Regions from separate parts of the Macaca mulatta genome. Here region 1 is linked to region 2. The links are chromatin contacts, called in public Hi-C maps. All regions are on one chromosome and are shown on one strand. Each heading gives the region's core, a stretch centred on a gene start, on an enhancer-like site or on the middle of the called end of the contact. The rest is flanking DNA. Distances are from core to core; before and after follow the strand shown.

Region 1 (5,092 bases), core at 2,518-5,017, 600 kb before region 2:
AATTAACAGCAATGACTGGGCACTGCATGTACATGGCTTCCAGAGGGACAATGCCAAAGTGTTCATTGCTTGGTGTGTAAAGCACACACGTGCAGCTGTGGAGGAGGGAGATTTTCTGTTTGTCTGAGAAAGACCTCAAGAAGGTCACATACTGGCCAAGGTCAGACTGTTGGACCATTTGCTTCAATTCCTGGTAATGTTCCACATTCTCCAGGACTCTCTCGTCATAACCACCTGCCACGATCAGATGAACCCTCTCCCAATCTTGGGATGTCAATCTTCCACGCAGCTGTACTAGGGCTTCCAATGCCAAAGTCAGATTTTTCTTCCTTTCGTATCTGTTGATAGAGAGCAGCAGGAATTTTTTCCCCTTGGGGACTAGGTCATCAAGCTTTTCAGGAACAACTGAATCAAAGCTGGTGACATTTAGAGATGGATAGAGGACATCAGGGTCTATGTGAGACAGGGTCTTGAATGTTTTCTTAAAAACAGCAGCAGTGAACTGGCTGTTGACTAAGATGCAGTCTGCCATGCCTGTGGTGTATTCCTCTATCCAGTCAATCGGGGCCCTGTATAACCGTTTAAGAAAAGAATCTCTCTTGGTGAGAAGCAGATCTGGGAAGTGACAGTAAAACAGGATCTTCTTCCGCCGTCTAGCCAGCCTGAACACTGGAATACAGGCAGACACCTAGCCAAAGCAAAAATCAACAGCAGATAAAGCGGTCAACTCAACTTCCACCAAACCAAAAACACAGACACCCACCCTGCATGCTAGTCTGTGGGCTCCTCATAGGAAATGTCTACTTCTGTTTTGTTCCCCAAGACTCTCAGCCAGTACCATATGCCTGGTGTACAGAAGGCTAGAGACGTTTGCTAGATGTGTGCTAAATATTTAAAGCTTCAAGTCCAGTGGTTTCCTCTTGAATAGTGCTGTCTAATAGAAATCTAGTAATATTAAAAATGTTTTCAAGGGTGAAACTAATTTTAACATATTATTTACCCAAAACATTATCATTTCAAAATGTAATCAATACTAAACAGTATTAATGAGATACTTTATATATACATATATTTCACGTTAAATCTTCAAAATCAGTTTGTATTTTAACTTTAGCGCATCTCAGTTTAGACTAGCCACATTTCAAGTGCTCAACAGCCACATGTGGCTAGTGGCTACCATACTGAACAGTGCCGCTCTAGATCTTTCTCCTCCTAAGGAAATGAATGAATGAACTACAGTAGTTGAGAGCACAAGCTCTAGATTCAAGACTGCCAGGGTTTGAATCTCAGCTCTACTAATTGTGTGGCCACGATCAAGTAATTTATCCCACTCTGGGCCTTAGTTTCCTCTTCTGTAACATGGTGACAATTATAGTTCAAAAAACCCATATAATTTTTGTGATGACTAAATGCACTGATATATGCAAAACACATGGAGTTTAGCACACAGTATGTGCTCAATAAATATTAAAGCTAGTCATCATTGAGCATGAACTACATGCTGGCATTACTACAGACTTTCTTGTTGGGTAATCTTTACAAGTCATTTTAGTCTCAGCTAACTTAACACCTGAAGAAGGTAACTTTAGGCATAATGTGCAATTTATTCAAAGCCACTTAATTAAAGCAGTAGATAACAGAACTTGAATCCAGGATGCCTATTTCCAAGTCAGTATTTTTCCTCTACCCACTATAGTCTCAGCTGCCTCATGCCTACTGACACATGCAGGATGTTTGGTAAATGTCCATATTACTTAAAAAGAAAGCTTCCATGCAAACAAGGATGATGAAAAGTAACTCAGGAGTCACAATTAAAGAAACACAAATACAAACGTGATGCCATTTGCACCTATCAGTTTGGCAAAGATTAAAATGGTTAATTTTAATATCCAAGGCAGACAAAAGCATGGATCATATATTGTTGGGCAGTAAAGTGACACGGCCTCTTTGGTAGATAAACTTGGCAGTAGCTGTTAATATTTAAAATTAACAACTTTTAGACACACTAACTTTAGGAATTTCCTCAAAGGATGTATTTGCAGAAGTACAAAAAAATAAAAAAAAAGAAAAGGATGTTCATAATAACACTGATGTATTCACAAAAAAACTAGTCACAGCATTAGTGTCCTTTAAGAAGAATGTTTAATTATGACACACTTAAACAAAAGTGGATTTTCTGGCCACTATGAAGAATGAAGTGAATCTCTAATATTGATACATAAGAATGTCCCGGCTGGGCACGGTGGCTCATGCTTGTAATCCCAGCACTTTGAGAGGCCGAAGTGGGCGGATCACGAGGTAAGGAGTTCGAGACCAGCCTGGCCAACATGGTGAAACCCCATCTCTACTAAAAATAGAAAAAAATTAGCCGGGCATAGGGCGCGCGGCTGTAATCCCAGCTACTCCGGAGGAGGAGGTTGCAGTGAGCCGAGATCGCGCCATTGCACTCCAGCCTGGAAGACAGAGCAACTCTGTCTCTAAATAGATAAATAAATAAATTTTTGTTGAAAAAGAAGGAAGATGCCTAAGAGTAGGTATGTCATAATACCAATTATGTACCAATAAGAAGATATGCCTACGAAAAGAGACAGGCTGGTGTCACCACAACTTCTGAAAAAATACAAGAGAAACTTAACGGTGGCTATCTTCAGGGAGTAGAATAGGATGGGGCTTTTAGGTTACATCCTTCTATTTTTTTAGTCGAGTAAATGTTTAGTCGAGTAAATGTTACTTTTTAAAGTCATCTTTTTTAGGATGGGAAAAATGCATAAAGGAAAGAGTCGAGAATAGCTACAGGGCAGATCCAGGTGGACATTATTGACCAAGGTAAAAAGCTTGAACTTTTTTCCAAAAACCAATGCGGAGCCATGTACAAGTTTTAATAGGAGTATGATATATTCAGCTTGGTGTTTTTAACACATGACACTGCTGAGGACGGTGTGGCCTGGCTCCGAACACAAGGACAGCGGGATGCAAATGGCCTGAAAGGAGAGTCAACAAAAATAACAGATAAGAGGTAAGACAACACGCGAGTTACTCATTAGTAAAAGGTGACTGAAGCTGACTTCGAATAACAGCGTTTCTCACAGCGAGCCCCAAGGACTAGCTGCATCCAAATCACCCTATGACCGAGTTAAAATGCAGATTTCTGGGCCCCACCTCATGGCTCCTGGATGAAAACTTCCTGGAGGGTGAAACCCTAGCAATCTGCAACTTTAAAAATCTCTAACACTAAAGTTAGGGGACCACAGGCTCGCTCCCAGCCCTGACTTCTCCAGGTCAGTTCCGATCTTTCCAAACTGCAGACAGGCAAGGTCCTCTCTCAGGGGTCATGCCCGCGGCCGCCCTCCACGGCGAGGTCCGCACTCGCGCAGCCGGCCCCGCGGCCGCCTCACCTGGTCGCACACTACCACGTCGAACTCCTCGTCGGCGAGGAACAGCACGTAGAGCGCCAGGAAGACCATGCGCACGTAGGCGCAGACGGCGGCGCCGTGGCCGCCCCAGCCCAGGCCGCGCGGCAGCCAGTCTCCGGCACAGTGCACCGGTAGTTCGCGGCTCTCGGCGAAGCAGTGGCCCGGGTCGTAGTGCGCTGTCCAGATCTTCACGTTACACCCGCGCGCCTGCAGCGCCAACGCCGCGTCCAACACCAGACGCTCAGCGCCTCCTACGCCGAGGTCTGGGTGCAGGAACAGCACCGACGGCTTGGGAACCAGGTCCCGTTGCCGGGCCTGCTCCTCCGCCATTGCCCTAGAGCCGCAACTGCTCCCCGCACCCTGAGGCGTCTTCTGCGCAAGCTCCACCCCTTAGCTCCCGGCTGGCCACTGCGGGCCGACCCCGCCCTGCCGTACGTGCGTCAGTTAGGCCACATCAGCGCAAATCTGTGAGAGCCTAGTAACTGCCTGAGAAAATAGCTTGTCTGACCCTGGTTATATTTTTCCTTCGGTAGGGATTGGACTCTATGAAGGACGTTGTGATCCAAAGGAAGGAGGCTGGAGGTATCTACTTCCCACACAGCAGGTAACTAAGTTATCTGTAGCAGACTATCTACAGGCATATCTTGAGACGACCCAGACGTCCCTGGAGTCAGCGAGGACCTTGCCTGCAAGTCCGGGGGCGGGGCCTGAGCCAGTCTCGCCAGCTGCCGGTCCTTCGGCGTCTCCGCAACTTTCCTTCCGTCCGCGTCAGCCGCTTGCCACCGGTATCTCCAGCATGGTATGGCGGCCCTTCCACGATCTCCGCCTCTTCCAGGAGCCCTGACTCCTCCTGCTTTGCGCCGTGCCTTTCCTCTGCAGCTCCCTTGCTTCCCCCAGCCTCGGGTGCGGGTGTCTAGGCCGGGGTTTTGGGGGCCGCGCTCACCCGTCTGTCTACTTGTCTCCCGCTACAGCCTGGTCCGACCCCCAGTGGTACTAACGTGGGATCCTCAGGGCGCTCTCCCAGCAAAGCCGTGGCCGCCCGGGCGGCGGGATCCACTGTCCGGCAGAGGTAAGGAACCCTGCAGTTCGTTCGATTGCAGAGTCGGAGATAGGACCCAGGAACTCGCTGGTTCTGGGGTGGAGACCCTAATATATGAAGATTGACAGGGGCAAAATGAGCTTCTAGTGACGTGGCCATGGGAGTAAAGGCCTTTTGGGAGGAAGGCGACATTTTCTTCTCGTTGCTCAGTTTAGGGCACCACTCTTAAAAAAGGAAAGTTAACAAACTGGAATAGAGTCAGAGATAACTTTGAGAAAACCGATGTCATTAAACTGGTGTCTCTGGACCTGAGGTTTGCAGTCATATTTCCATCTGGAGGCCCCATAAGCAATCTGTCCTACAGATAACTCGTCCTACACAAAACTTAGTCTCTTTTCAGCTCAGCTCTCTCACTCTCAATTATATCTCCTTACTTCCATATGGCACTGTTGTACACTCATTTACTCGGAGCCAGAAACGTCAGCGTCATCTTGGATTTTTCTTATGCTCTCTCTCTATCCAGTCATATGCCAGACTTTAAACTGTACTTGAAAGCCTTCTCATAAGCTCTTTCCTTTTCCCTTCCTACTGCCCTGCATTTGCTACTTAACCTTTCTCCTCAGCCTGTTTCCTTTCCAAT
Region 2 (5,150 bases), core at 1,144-3,643:
CTCAACAGGGGAAAAAGCCACAAAGGAGCAGAGCAGCTGCTGCACCCGTGATGCAAGTGCAGGATGAGCCCCGGGCCGCCACCGCCGCCTCGGCTCCTCCGTGACGTCCGGGAAGGGTATCCCCGGCACTCAGGAAGTGGTGGCCGCGGGCAGCTCCGCCCCCACTCGACTCGGGGCTGGCCGGGCTGCCGGGTGGCAAGACCGCCGGGCCTTCCGCAGGGCGGGCGGGGATCACCGTCTACCCACCTCCGCGCGCACACACATGCCCGCGCCTGGCCCTGCTCACTCCTCACAGCCTGCGCTGGACGCAGAGAGCCGTCGGCGTCCTCTCTCTCACGGCTCGCACCCACTCACCCCGACCCCTGGCGCCGAGCCCAGCCCCGCGTCGCCGGTCACCACACAGGGTCGAACCGAGTCCAACATGGCGACTCCGCCCCCGCCCCCTCCACACTCCCGGCGGGGTCAGGGCGCCCCCTCACGCGGCGGGCTCGCGCCCGAGACCCTGCTAAAAATAGCCAGGCCCGACTATATTTGGTTCGGCCGGATCCCGGCGCGGCCGCGCGCACCCCGCCCCGCCCCGCCCCGCGCGCCCTGCCCCGCCCCGCGAGGCGTTGAATGGAGAAGGGGCGGGGGTGACCGAGGGGAACCTACTCCGCTATCTGCGGCGCGCGCCGGCGGCGGGTCCCGGCCAACCGCCGAATTTAGTAACATCGCCTGCGTCAATCACGCGCCTCGCGTGCGTCAGCGCAGCGCGGCTCCAGGTCCTGCTCCCCCCTCCAGCCTTTGAATGGATACAATGTAGCAGCGCCCTCCTTCCTTCCGAGGCTGGATTGGAACCCGCGGCAGTGCAGAAACTCGGTTGCTCTCGGCTGGGTCAACTTTCGGGGCATCCTCCCACGATCCACTCCGCACCACCCTGTATGAATTGGAAGTGGAGGCGGAGAAAGATATACATGCCATATTTACCTATATGTAGTTTGTCTTCAAGTTTCTTGTCCTAGCTCGAACCTTCGATTCTGAAACGTGCGCTGTCTACGAAGGAATCCTTTATCTCCCCTCGGCGCACCACCCCCCCCGCCACCGCCCCCGCCACACACACACAAATTGGGACAGGTCAAATATATAAAATGGTATTTGTGATTCAAGAGGACCACATGGGGACCACTCTATCTGCATTGTTTCACTGAAATATTTTCTCCTCTCCAAAAATTCATTTCTGAAAGAGGTTGCGTTCACTCAGCAGCAACCTTTGGGACTAGGGATCTTTAACTCTGATAAATTTTGTTTTCATCAGGAAATTTACACTTAAATCTATCATTTCCAGGAAGAAATTGCTTTCCCTCATACAGTCACCCAGGCTATCGGCACACCATTTCATGACAAATGTGTCCCAGGAGACCAAAGCAAATCCCCTAGCGAGGGACTGACTAATAAATCCTGTTGATTGATTTCGAAATGTTTAATTTGGGAGATGTGGGCGGAGGGCATCTACAACCATCAAAAAGTGAAAGTGCTAGTTGAGAGTTCCATTTCTGACCCGGTGCTGGGGAGGAGGAATGATTTGCAGTAGTCAGACCCGCTCAGCTGTTCAACACGTGTGTGTTTGTTTTATACACATTGAGTAGTTTCTGCTGCAGCGCGCGTGTGGATGATGGATGTGCACTTCGCTGGGTTATAACGTGTCCAGTTAAGAAACCCACGCCGTACGTGTAAAGAAATCAAACCTTATCCCCGGAACTATCTGTATCCCTGTGTGAAACACGCACCCAGTAAATGATGCGGGGAGGGAGGATTAGCCTGGGCGCAGAGGACCGGAGAGACGTAAACAGCTTTAGAGCCTTTGCATGAGGAAAGTGCAGCTGCACCTCAGGGCGTCTTCGGGCTGGTGCCAGACGCCTTCTGCACCGGCTGCCAGGTCACTGAAGCTGGTCAGAAGCTGGCTGGCGGAGCCTTCCCTTTCGGAAGAGCTGTCCTCTCCCTTACCCCCCTCGCCCTGGCTCCGTGCCTCGGGGCAGCCTCGGAGGCGCGCCAGCAGCACTCCTCCAACTCTACTCCACCCGAGCCTGACAGCTGGGCGGTCCCGCCTGACCCATGGGCAGGCCGCTGCACCCTCCCGCAGACGCACGCCCTGGCGAGCGGTTCCGCTGCAAAAGGGCTGGCACCGCGGGTCCGAGAAGCCCCTGGTCGGCTGTGCGGCGGAGTTTCCATTGTGCGGCCGTGCGACTGGCCGAGAAACGCGCGCGCGCGCGCACACGAACACACACACCCTCCCTCGCACACGCGGAACCGGCTGGGCCAGGGGAGGGAGGAGGAGGGTGACGTAGCGTCCCATGGCGTCACATTGACGTCTCGCATTCCAGGCACTCTATGGAGAGGCCGCTAGGGCTCCTGTGGCATAAATGACGTGCCGAGAGAGCGAGCGAACGCGCAGCCGGGAGAGCGGAGTCTCCTGCCTCCCGCCCCCCACCCCTCCAGCTCCTGCTCCTCCTCCGCTCCCCATACACAGACGCGCTCACACCCGCTCCCTCACTCGCACACACAGACACAAGCGCGCACACACGCTCCGCACACACACTTCGCTCTCCCGCGCGCTCACACCCCTCTTGACCTGAGCCCTTGCTGGTGCAGCGCGGCGCCGCAGCCGGACGCCCCTCCCGGGCTCACTTTGCAACGCTGACGGTGCCGGCAGTGGCCGTGGAGGTGGGAACAGCGGCGGCATCCTCCCCCCTGGTCACAGCCCGAGCCAGGACGCCCGCGGAACCTCTCGGCTGTGCTCTCCCATGAGTCGGGATCGCAGCATCCCCTACCAGCCGCTCACCGCCTCCGGGAGCCGCTGGGCTTGTACACCGCAGCCCTTCCGGGACAGCAGCTGTGACTCCCCACCAGTGCAGATTTCGGGACAGCTCTCTAGAAACTCGCTCTAAAGACGGAACCGCCACAGCACTCAAGTACGTATGAGATTCGCCCAGTTAATAAGGGGACTTGCTAAAAAAGTTGGCTTGCTGGGAAGCGTCGCTCCTGAAATTGACAACTTTGAGTGTGGGGTTTCCTCCCCGACCTTGCCGCCCGGCTCCGGCTTTGCTAGCCCAGCGGCCCATAGGTTCTGATCTGAAACTTTTCCCCTGTAGTGGGCCCGCGGGGATCTCTGGAGCTCGTGGGATTCCTCCCCCACTCGAAGAGGCGAAAAGCCTCTAACAAAGAGGAGGACCGGGATTTGTGCTATAGCGGCTCCAGCGATGTAATTCAGGGTATTTCGGCTCTAGTTGTCATGGTAATGATGCTCTCGGCGGCGGCGGCGGCAGCGGCAGGGAGTTGCAGCTCCGGTGATGAACGGCAGTAATTTTCCTGCCTTTTAAGTAGGATTGAAAATAGGAGCTCTGGTGGGTCCAAGAAAATGTTCCTAATGGTGGCACCGAGCTGGTTCTCTGGAAGGAAGCTTGGGAGGGAAAGGCCTAGGCAGCCGTGGTCAGAGTTTGCAGAGGCACTCGGAGGACCTCAGGAAAGAGGGCGTAATTGTAGGAATGTGGCTTATTGTATTGAAATGAGCCTGGGGTTCCACTAGGCACGTCTGCCTGGCGTCGCTGACATGCCGGTTTACACTTTTCCCTTAGGAGGTAAATCGGGTGTAATTGGCGACTCCCGCGCGCTGACACGTGTGGGGACGGTGTCCCTCTCCTCCGGACCTTGGTTCGGTGTGGGAAAGGCATGCTTTACTTTTTCACTGACAGAACTCGCGCTTTTGGAGAAGTTGCTCCGAGTGTTTTACTATTAGTAGAAAGGAAAGTTCTCGGTGGTGAGACGAAAGCGGTCATGCGAGCGCGGTCTGCGGAGACTCACTTCCAAAGGCACCTATCCAAACTGTTGGAAGCCTCGGGGCAGAGGCGAGGAAGAACGCATTTGTCCCTTGATTTCCAAAAACGTTCTTGGAGATTGTCTTTTATTTATTTATGCGTCCAGATTCTCCAGAGCGAAGAGCTGCGAGGTGTTAGTAATCAGAAATGTCGGGCTGTGATCCCAGGGCCTTGCAGTGCCGGGAGAGAAGTACAGGGAGCCGTCAGTCATTCCATCACGAGTCCAATGCCGGATCTCCTTTTCCCACGACGGGGAAATATTTTATAGAACCGAGCTGGGGAAAGAAAAAGCTGCCCAACGTGGCTAATGGGCACAATGAATGAAGTTACTTTATTCGAGTTATTTTCGCTGAACAAGATGCTCGCAGAGTTAGTATCAAAGGCTCTTTAGGCCACAGCAACCTCCACGCCCGCTCCGCCCCCACGCCCGGCACCCACCCACCCCGTTCCCTGGGACCGTGCGCTCACAGAAATTCTTCCCCGCGGTTTGTCTCGTCTCCCTCGGTCTTTCTGAGAATCTCAGTCTTTCCCTTTCTGTCAGTCTCTCCTTCGCTGCTCTTGCCCCCGCCCAACCTCCGCCCCCGCTCCCCAGGGTTGGAAACTCCGCAGAGGAGCCCCGGTCACAATGGTGCGTTTCACGGTTTCCTCCACACACTTCACCACGGGGAGGGGAACACGGGGGTGTTCCTTTCGTCTGCCCACGAGAAAGAAAGGGGCTTTGACAGAGGTAGTTATTTCTTACTAATTTACAACCCCAAGGCTCTGTGCTCCTGGCCCCGGCGGCCGCAAACCGGAGCGGCAGAACGTGTTTCCAGGCGCTGAGGCTTTGCCTAGGTAACCGGTCGTTTGTGGGGCGGAGAGAGCGGCGGGGCGCTGGGCTGGGCTGGAGGAAAGGTAGTGTGGGTCCCTCCCGCGAACGCTGGGCGCTCGAGGGGAACTCCTTCGTTGGGGAGAGGCGGTCCCCGCCCACCCGAGTTCAGAGGCCTCCCCTCAGAGAACGACTCCGCTTGAAAGGCCCTCGGGGAATGCGGGACGGGATTGCGGGCACCCACTGAAGGGGCGGGTGGGGGATTGCTGGAGACCCCCATTGAAGATGCGGGGAGACGGGAAGCACGCGCTACAGCCATGGGAAGATCCGCTTCTACCTGCTCTACAGCGAGCGAAAGGTTTCCGTCGGAGCAGCTCTGGCTGGGGCTGGGGGTGGCAAGGGAATCCCCCATTTCCTGACCGTTGAGGGTTACCTGGGCCTGGGGGCTCCGAGTCCCTTTCTCTCTTCCTGCAGGCAAGCCCCGGGCTCAG

The links. Hi-C and Micro-C count contacts between places; a contact is called where the count stands out from the background.
Region 1: a contact with region 2 is called in a Hi-C map of fetal cortical plate, with 2.2 times the contacts expected there. The contact joins the promoter of ALG2 here to the promoter of NR4A3 in region 2. A contact is called at or near these places in 2 of 14 Hi-C or Micro-C datasets (fetal cortex germinal zone and fetal cortical plate).

Annotation. Positions count from the first base shown.
Region 1 is chr15:59,185,819-59,190,910 of T2T-MMU8v2.0, reverse strand. It overlaps ALG2 (ALG2 alpha-1,3/1,6-mannosyltransferase), which reads right to left and starts at 3,767. Exons shown (of 2, transcript NM_001260984.1): 1 at 3,396-3,767; 2 at 1-688. The coding sequence starts at 3,743. SEC61B (SEC61 translocon subunit beta) reads left to right here and starts at 4,125. Exons shown (of 4, transcript NM_001266938.1): 1 at 4,125-4,212; 2 at 4,385-4,482. The coding sequence starts at 4,210.
Region 2 is chr15:58,582,485-58,587,634 of T2T-MMU8v2.0, reverse strand. NR4A3 (nuclear receptor subfamily 4 group A member 3) reads left to right here and starts at 2,393. Exons shown (of 9, transcript XM_077965653.1): 1 at 2,393-2,948. It overlaps LOC144334614 (a long non-coding RNA gene), which reads right to left and starts at 769. Exons shown (of 2, transcript XR_013404661.1): 1 at 652-769.